Regions from separate parts of the Mus musculus genome. Here regions 1 and 2 are each linked to region 3. Evidence: chromatin contacts called from public Hi-C and HiChIP or PLAC-seq data. All regions are on one chromosome and are shown on one strand. The core of a region is the stretch at or near the end of the contact, and the rest is flanking DNA. Distances in the headings are between cores, read along the strand shown.

The links. A called contact is a pair of places that touch in the nucleus more often than the background predicts. HiChIP or PLAC-seq counts read pairs in DNA pulled down with a chosen protein or histone mark.
Region 1: an H3K4me3 HiChIP or PLAC-seq map of the SCID.adh cell line shows a contact between it and region 3, with 26 read pairs. The contact joins the promoter of A930005H10Rik here to the enhancer-like site in region 3. A contact is called at or near these places in 8 of 39 promoter capture datasets (the C10 cell line, the HPC-7 cell line, cranial neural crest and 5 more), 3 of 15 datasets of contacts at CTCF or cohesin (CD8 T cells, the NIH/3T3 cell line and large pre-B cells), 7 of 484 Hi-C or Micro-C datasets (B cells, CD8 T cells, DN3 thymocytes and 4 more), 38 of 115 datasets of contacts at active chromatin or transcription factors (the 230-238 cell line, CD8 T cells, the SCID.adh cell line and 24 more) and 6 of 9 other capture datasets (adipose tissue, bone marrow-derived macrophages, embryonic stem cells and 3 more).
Region 2: a Hi-C map of effector CD8 T cells shows a contact between it and region 3, with 2.6 times the contacts expected there. The contact joins two enhancer-like sites. A contact is called at or near these places in 11 of 484 Hi-C or Micro-C datasets (CD4 T cells, CD8 T cells, LSK cells and 5 more) and 11 of 115 datasets of contacts at active chromatin or transcription factors (CD4 single positive thymocytes, CD8 T cells, the HPC-7 cell line and 6 more).

What each region holds. Positions count from the first base shown.
Region 1 is chr3:115,886,858-115,889,557 of GRCm38.p6, reverse strand. A930005H10Rik (RIKEN cDNA A930005H10 gene) reads left to right here and starts at 1,428. Exons shown (of 2, transcript NR_015487.1): 1 at 1,428-1,794. It overlaps Dph5 (diphthamide biosynthesis 5), which reads right to left and starts at 1,375. Exons shown (of 8, transcript NM_027193.2): 1 at 1,281-1,375; 2 at 961-1,118. The coding sequence starts at 1,095.
Region 2 is chr3:115,814,478-115,817,177 of GRCm38.p6, reverse strand. No RefSeq gene overlaps it. Among named protein-coding and RNA genes, the nearest start is that of A930005H10Rik, 72 kb to the left of the region's middle. Within about 2 kb of position 1,302, at least 145 of the 459 cell types and tissues checked have an H3K27ac peak or open chromatin away from gene starts, as enhancers often do. A contact at or near this core is called in CD4 single positive thymocytes, CD8 T cells, the HPC-7 cell line and 5 more, where this site is marked.
Region 3 is chr3:115,681,514-115,684,213 of GRCm38.p6, reverse strand. No RefSeq gene overlaps it. Among named protein-coding and RNA genes, the nearest start is that of S1pr1, 32 kb to the left of the region's middle. Within about 2 kb of position 1,398, at least 115 of the 459 cell types and tissues checked have an H3K27ac peak or open chromatin away from gene starts, as enhancers often do. A contact at or near this core is called in the 230-238 cell line, B cells, CD4 single positive thymocytes and 19 more, where this site is marked.

The DNA of each region.
Region 1 (2,700 bases), core at 179-2,678, 210 kb before region 3:
TAGTTTCTGATCACTGATCCAAGACATATTTCTATCATCTTGAAGTAAGTATAAACACCGACAAGTGTGGCCAGCAAGTCAAACTGACCATTAAACACTACTTTTTTTTTTTTTTTTCTAATTCATGACCAACTTAAGAAGAAGCCTATTTAGGATTCAAGATTTTTAACATAACCCTGAAACCTTCAAAATTCTGAGTTGTGAATCTGAGAGATATGACCGGAAGTTCTCTGGCCCACACTTTTATATGGAAGACTTGACAATTTAAAAAAACAAAACAAAACAAAAAAACCTTCCTCTCCTCCTCTAACAACACATCAGCATCTTATCTCAATATAGGGTTCACTTTAAGTTTGACAATCAAGCAGAAACTGACCCTTCTTGTTGTAACTATTATTTACATATTTACCCTGTTTAAGGTATATAATGCACTAATACATCCTCTGGTTACTTAGTCACTCTATATGTACATGTGGGAATGACAGCCTTCCTGGGAGAGTACATGTAAGGTCTCTTTGGCTATGTTGCAGACAAAAAAAAATGAGATCGCTGTTCCCTATGGAACTACTTCAAAGACGGAAGCTTTCAGATCGCTTGCTGAATGTATAAGCAACTCATTAAGCCTGTGTCAGCACCTCATTAGCACTCAACTCGGAAAGGATGTCTGGCTAGCTCATGAAATAACGGATTTGATAACTATCCCCAAGAGTGTAAAATAACTTTTTTTTTTTTATTTACTGGAGAAAGGCACAAAATTAGACTTGTAAAGTAGGACAAACTACCGTTTCATTTCCCAAGTCACTGAGTATGAAGTAGATCTTAATGGACAGGGTGTGTGTTTTACAGGGGCTTAAAAAAAAAAAAAAAAAGCAGACGCTTAGAGTCTGTGCAGTCTAGGGTAGGAGAATCGGACGCTAGCTAGATGTCTTCCCCAGAGGCCTGGGGACTTTAATCACGTACCAGGGCTTCCTTCCCTACAGTCAGGACTGAGGTGTAGGCTTCCAGATACACGCGACTGCATCGTCTCACAACTTCCAGGCCCTTGACTGTGATGTCCTTGGCATCTCCCAGGCCCAAGCCGATCAAGTAAAGCATTCCGAACTCCAGGGATGGGGAGACTGCAGAGCGAAGTGAACAACAGAAAAACGTCAGCTAACACCGGGGACCTAAAGTCTAGGGATGAACATAAAAACCAAGGTGGCACCCTGCGTGCGTCCGACACTCCTGCATACTCTTAGAAAATAATGGAATGACTGTTTTTAAAAGTGTGATCCGATTACCCGCTTAGAGACTCGGAGGTGATTCGCTGACGTCCCTCAAAGTCTCACTGCAGCCTTTTAATAATTGCAGTCCCCAAACCATGTGCCCATCAGAGACAGAGCTTCCGGGTCTCACCTAACGGCGCCGTAAAGCGCAGAGCCCTTCACAGCACTTTACGACTGGCAGGAGGCGGAGATGACAGACCGCTCCAGGAACGAGCTATAGAGCGATCGCATACCCCCCGCAAGGCCCTCCAGGACTCGCTGACTCCCGGGCAGAGGTCAAGGGTCAGGAATGGGTCCAGCTGTGCGCCTGGAAAGGACCCAGCGTGCCCACGCTCCCGGCAAGCCAGGACTCAAACATCCCCAAAGGGCGTCCGGGCTGATGACGATAGCTCCCAATCGCCCTCCAGACGCACACTGGCAGGAACAACCGGAGGGACTTCCCTGACCGACCCCGCGTTTGCTCAGCTTTGAATTCCCGCTCTGTAGATCTGTCGCAATTTAACCAGAAGTCACCCTGGTGAGGGGACAGGTTGGCTTGCCCTGCTGAGTGTGGTTGTTAAGTTCCCAGGGGGGGGGGGGGGGCTGTGACTCCTTCTAGGGGTTTGTCCCTGGGATCTGATACCAGAATGCCTCAAGGGAATCTGCCTTAGTCACCCTCGGTGGAGAGTGACCTTTTAAGAGTGCTCAAGGGATGACTAAATACGAATGTGATGACATATACGGATGAAAAATGCCATAATGAAGCCCATTACTTAGTATGCTAACCAAAGGATAATTTTAAAAAAGAAAGTAGTTCTATGGCGGGAAGCGCATAACAAAAAGGAAAGTGCTTTAAACCTCTCAGCGGTTGTTGCAGAGATTCTTAAAGATTGGTTACACGCAGCTCCAGTAAGCGAAAAGTTTACACTGCAGATGCTCTTCCTAAATTCACTGGTAACTTTATCCAAGTTGGGAAGACAGTTCATTGCTTCTCTTGGCACAATGTAATGGCCTTTCAGATTTTTCTTAAGTCTAGCCTTTTCCTCCAAGGGTGCACGAAGACCTGATTCTCCCTGTTCCCACTAAATTGATTTATTCTTTGCACCATATTAAAATACATACACCTCAAAATAGATCATGGTGTAAATGGAAAGACCTAAAATTATAACAGAAGAAAAAAAAAAAAGAAAAGAAAAGAAAATCTGACCTATCCAGGGAGAGATTTCTCAGGTATGCTATAAAAGGCATGTTGCAAAGAGAGAGGAAAAAAAGTCATACTTTAATAATAAAAACTCCCTTCAAAAGACTGAAGTCGTACACTGAGAGAAAATGTTTGCAAACCAGAAATTTGACAAAAGACTTGTCAACAGAGCAAACAAACCAAAGGAAGGCTATCAAGATGCTGGTAAAGGAACTTGTCACGCAAGTCTGACAACCTGAGTTTAATCCTGGAACC
Region 2 (2,700 bases), core at 53-2,552, 130 kb before region 3:
TTCACAACACTCGTAATGTGAGAAAAAGAAATCGTCCCATTAAAGACAACTGCAGTAAGATAAGTGTGCCAGTGGAAACACACATAAGCACAGGGATGTCTGGAGAAATTTACAGTCTTAGAAGTGACATCTAATGCCCAAAAAATCTTACCGAGGGCTCTCCACAACCTTCTCTATCTTATGCTTCCCAAACCTTTTTCTTTATCTCATTACATGTTCAGTATCTCATCCATATACTTATCAAATATACTCGGCAGTGTTGGCTTACAGACCCTTCCACTAGACTACTCCCAACAGCGACCTAGCAACAGCTTGAGTCATCATCACCTCTACCATTACTACCTGCTCTGCTGAAAGAAAGCATATAAAGGATTGTGCTTGCTACACTAACCTCCCTCCCTCTCTCTCTCTCTCTCTCTCTCTCTCTCTCTCTCTCTCTCTCTCTCATACACACACACACATATCTCTTTCTCCTTTCTCCCCTCCCACATGTTCCCAGCTGGCCACTCCTTATCTGACTCCCCTCCCCTTTCTCTGCCTCTACCCCTTCTCCAGGTCCCTGTTCTCTTCCCTTCCCCCACAATAAACTTCCTTTATACTAGGTCTGTCACATGGCATGATTCTCAGGGGGACACCTTGGCATGGGCCCACCAGGTACCATCTTACTTCATCGCTGCCGCATTATATTTCATAACAGACAGGAAATTTGGGCAGTTATTACTAGCAGAAGACTTTAAAGAAATCATTTGAGACAGTGTTTCAGTATGTAGCCTGGAGTAGCCTCTAACTCACTTGTTTCTGCCTCTCCAGTGCTGGGTTAAAGGCATGAGCCACCCTGATAAGCCAAAAGACATTGTCATACAGTTTAGTAGACAACAAGAGAGCCATGACAGCAACTTATTCTGGTATACAAAACAGTGAGTAAGGTTGATTTATATTAAGTATACCACCTTCTACCATCACCACATACAGTCCCAAATGACAATTTAAATCGAGTCAAAATCATGTCCTCTTAGATGTGGAAAGCATTTCAGCTTTCCTTGTCCCCGCATCTCCTCCTCTGCACTTGCTGGGCTCTTCCTGCTTTAGGCTGAGGTCACTTAAACATGTGTTTCCTACTCACGTGGGAAGGTTGCCAGTCTCTGACTGACGGTGAGGAAGGAAACAAAGGATGAAAGTTTATCTTGTATTATTCACGTAGTAATAACTAAACAGACGTTGAAAAACCACAGCTTTATTTTGTACATGTTTGGAGGACTTGTAGAGAGACAGTTTAGCTCCTATAGTGAAGAGATGTGTGCACAAACCACCACGGTGCTCTCTCCTAGTGTGCTGGCACACACCTTCGGGCGGGGTTGTGTTACTGCTAACGGATTTAGTTGTGGTTTACTGCCACTTTGAACTATCAAGGTTGTTTGATCCAGCATTAGAAGATTGCATTTTATAAGACCCAAGGCAACACCCACTACAGCTGTTGGCCCCGTAATGTGCGTCACACCTCAGACAGCCTGCCCAGCCACTGCTTTCCGGTTCCTGTTATTGTCTCAAAATGCCAAAGTTTGGAATTAAAAATCACTCCCAAAAGCCCTTGACTATGATTCTGTGAGCAAGTGTAAAAAAGTGCACACAAGTATGTAAGTTACAATCAAACTTAAAAGTCTAGATATGCAGTGTTAGTTTCTCTTAAAAAGAAATGTAAAAGTATTTGACAAAGCAGCAGTCACACTCTCTCCGCTCAGAGTTCTCAGCTTTTATCAGTGTGCTGGCTCTCCAGCTTTAGATTACAGTGTGCTCCAGTGTCCTCTGCCTGAAGCACTTCTTGGCGTCCTCATTTCAGAGTCTGACCTTGCACTCAAGAAACTGCTTAGTCAAAGCTTGCCCGCCTCTCAACAGTGTTAGGACACATCCTGGTCATTTGTGAGTTCTGAAGTCTTCAACACCAATGGGCTTTTAGCTGCCAGCACACAGGTCCCTCTCTCGGCTTCCTGATGGAAATGAAATGTTCTTTGTGATCTGAGCAGTGCTCAGGTCCCTGGTTTGGCCTCCATGTGTTCTCTGTCTACTCTCACATGACAATCATTTATTTTTTTAGCTTAAAAAAGAAAATAAAACTCTTAGAAACACAAAATGCCAAATGCCCATGTAACACTATGAGGACTACAGTGGACTATTGTGTAGAAGATTAGCTGCCTCCTCATCGCATACATGTTCGTGTCTGTGCATGTGTGCGTGAGTGTGTGCGCACGCGTGTGTGTGTGTGTGTGTGTGTGTGTGTGTGTGTGTATACATATGTGCATTTCATGTTAAATCCAATACCATATTCTGCTCTACCCTCTTCTCTACATTCTATAGATTTCCTGCTTCTTAGACTTATGTCATTTAAATATGCACGTACATGCATATTTTGTTACAAAAAGTAGGTAATCAGAGACAAACAGATGGCTCAGCTTGTTAGAGCCATCACAGGGCCTGGCATAGGATCTGGGTTCAATTCCCCTAACTCCAAGGAATCTGATGCCTTCTTCTGACTTCCTCGGGCACTATGCGGTACACATACATACATACATACATACATACATACATACATGCAGGCAAAACAGTCATACACATAAAAATAAATACATCTAAGAAATTGGACTATATTTATATAATCCATTATTGGAAATATATTAAATGTTCAATAACTTGCATTTTTCCTTA
Region 3 (2,700 bases), core at 149-2,648:
ACAGTGACACACCTATTCCAACCAGGACACACCTATTCGAACAAGGCCACACCTCCAAATGGTGCCACTCCCTGGTCCAAGAATATACAAACCATCACACCTGGTATCTACAAAATTCTGAATTCAATTCTTACCTCCACATAAGCTAGGCTTGGTTGTCAAACACCTAATTCTTAGCACTCTGGAGGTAGAGGCAATAAAAACCCAATTACTGCTACAATTTAAAATTAACAACTCGGGGCTAGAGAGATGGCTCAGTAGTTAAGAGAACTGACTGTTCTTCCAGTGGTCCTGAGTTCAAATCCCAGCAACCACATGGTGGCTCACAAGCATCTATAATGGGATTTGATGCACTTTTCTAGTGTGTGTCTGAAGATAACTACAGTGTAGTTACATATAATAAATAAATAAATAAATAAATCTAAAATTAACAACTCAATCTTTATTTTCAACACCAGAGCTCACATTATAAACGACATGCAATAAACTCTTTGCAAAAGTTGGCCATTTAAAAGTTAGGGTAGTTGTTACTGTATGTCTGTTTCTCTTAAGCCAGTTTCTTGTATTTCAGGCTAACCCCAAATAGCCTATGTAGTTGAGGATAGCCTTGAACTTCTGATCTCCCTGCTTTTACCTTGCTGGTTTATAAACTATTCGGAACTGGACTCAAGGCATAAAACAGGTCAGGCAAGTAGAATATCAACTGAGTCACATCCCTTTCTTTGAGACAGGTTCTTCCCATGTTGCCTAAGCTGGTCTGCAACTCATGATCTCCCTCCTTCGGCCTCTCAATTGCTGAGATTGTAACAGTGCACCACCATATCTGAATGCACATGTACATTATACAGACATGCACACAAACGTATTCATACTTTAAAGTATTACTTTAAGTTTTTAACGTTTTTTTTTGAGACAGCCTCCTACAGCTCAGCATGTACACTTACCTCCTCTTTAAATGCAGTGAAATTCCCTTTAGCTAGTAATGAAATTATAAAGACAGCAGAGGCTAATGGGGAAAGAAGTGTAGCAGAGAGCAGAGGTACATGTATAAGAACTAAAGAAATGAAGGCTTATTTTGAGCCCAGAAAGGAGAGATGAGCCTCTCCCTTCCTTGCTACCTGACCCCACCCTCTTCCCCTTTTCCTCCCTCCCCCCCTGCCCTTCCCCACCCTTGCTGACTCTCCAGATGTGCCTCCACTGAAGGGAGACAGGATTTCCTGATTATAATGAGGAAACACAGCTGATCACGCACACCAGTGCGCTCAGATCGAGATCTGACCCCCTTTGACCTTTTGCCCCATCCCCTGTTTACCAGTTTGAAGGCTGACACACGTGACTGTCAATGGAAGAAAAAGACAGCGAGGAGCCACAACAACTGTGCCAAGCGGTGGTTGTCAGCTTGGCAGAGCCCCACCTTGTCTCTTCCTGTGTATGAGACGAGATGAGAACCGGGTTGGTGCCCTGATGGTTTGGGGTGGAAATAGATCTGCAATGCTACAAACAGCCGCTTACTAAACTCTAGGCACCACTTCTCTTCTAAACTCTTCTAAACTCTAGGCACCACTTCTCTTCTGAAGTGGGACCTTTTTTGGCCCTCAGTCTGGCCTCAAACTCTTAGGCTCACATGAGAGTCGCAGGCTCTCAACTAACTGAGACTACAAGCATGCACCCCCTGGCACCCTACTTCCTCTTTTCCCTACTGTCTGCATTTTCTTCTTAGTAATCACATTCATATCCATGCTTTGAATTACCATCTATGAGCTGAATGCTCCTGGTGGTGACCCCGCATATCACCCAGACGTTCTTTTCAGTATGAGGTGTGCATCTCCCAACTGCTGGAGGGGTTCATCATTCGCAGCTTACAGCGACTCTTCCTTTCTTCCCTCTCTTTTCTTCTTTTCCTTCCTTTCCTTTCCTTTCCTTTCCTTTCCTTTCCTTTCCTTTCCTTTCCTTTCCTTTCCTTTCCTTTCCTTTCCTTTCCTTTCCTTTCCTTTCCTTCCTCTCCTTCCTGCTTCTTCTTTCCTTCTTTTCCTACCCTCTCTTTCGCCTCTTCTCTTCCCTTTTCCTCCCTATCTCCCTCTCCCACTTCATTTCTTTTCTCTTTTCCCATTTCGTTAGCTTGCTTTTTTTGTTGTTTGTTTGTTTTTGTTTTGTTTTATTTTGTTTCTAGTACTGAGAATGGAACCTAGGGCCTCTCACATGCTAGGCAAACACTCTGACACTGAGTGACATCCCCAGCTTTTGTTTTCTGAAAGACAGGTCATCACTAGGTAGCCAAGATCAACCTCAAACTCGCAATGCTTCCACCTCAGCCTGAGAGCTGGGATATTGGGAAGGTACCATCAACCCCAGCCCATTCTCCTCCTATATCACATTTCTTCACCAAGAGCAGCCTGCATCTAATGCTGGTAGAAAGAAGACTCAGGATTTGATAGTTCAGGACAATTCTGAGAGGCCATGCTGGTGCCAAAGATCCATGTAGGACTGGCTGGCATCTCTGTGATACCACCACCATAATCCACCTTCTCCCTCTGCCCAGTCTTGCTTCTTTCTCCCTTCTAGACATTTTCTCCAGGGACATTACAGTGCTTGACACAGTAACAACATCCAGATACCACTTCAGGAACAAAGAACTAATGATCATGGCTTCCAGGATCCTGGGTTAGTGTACTCAGACAGCCCTTTCAGGGATGCTTACAT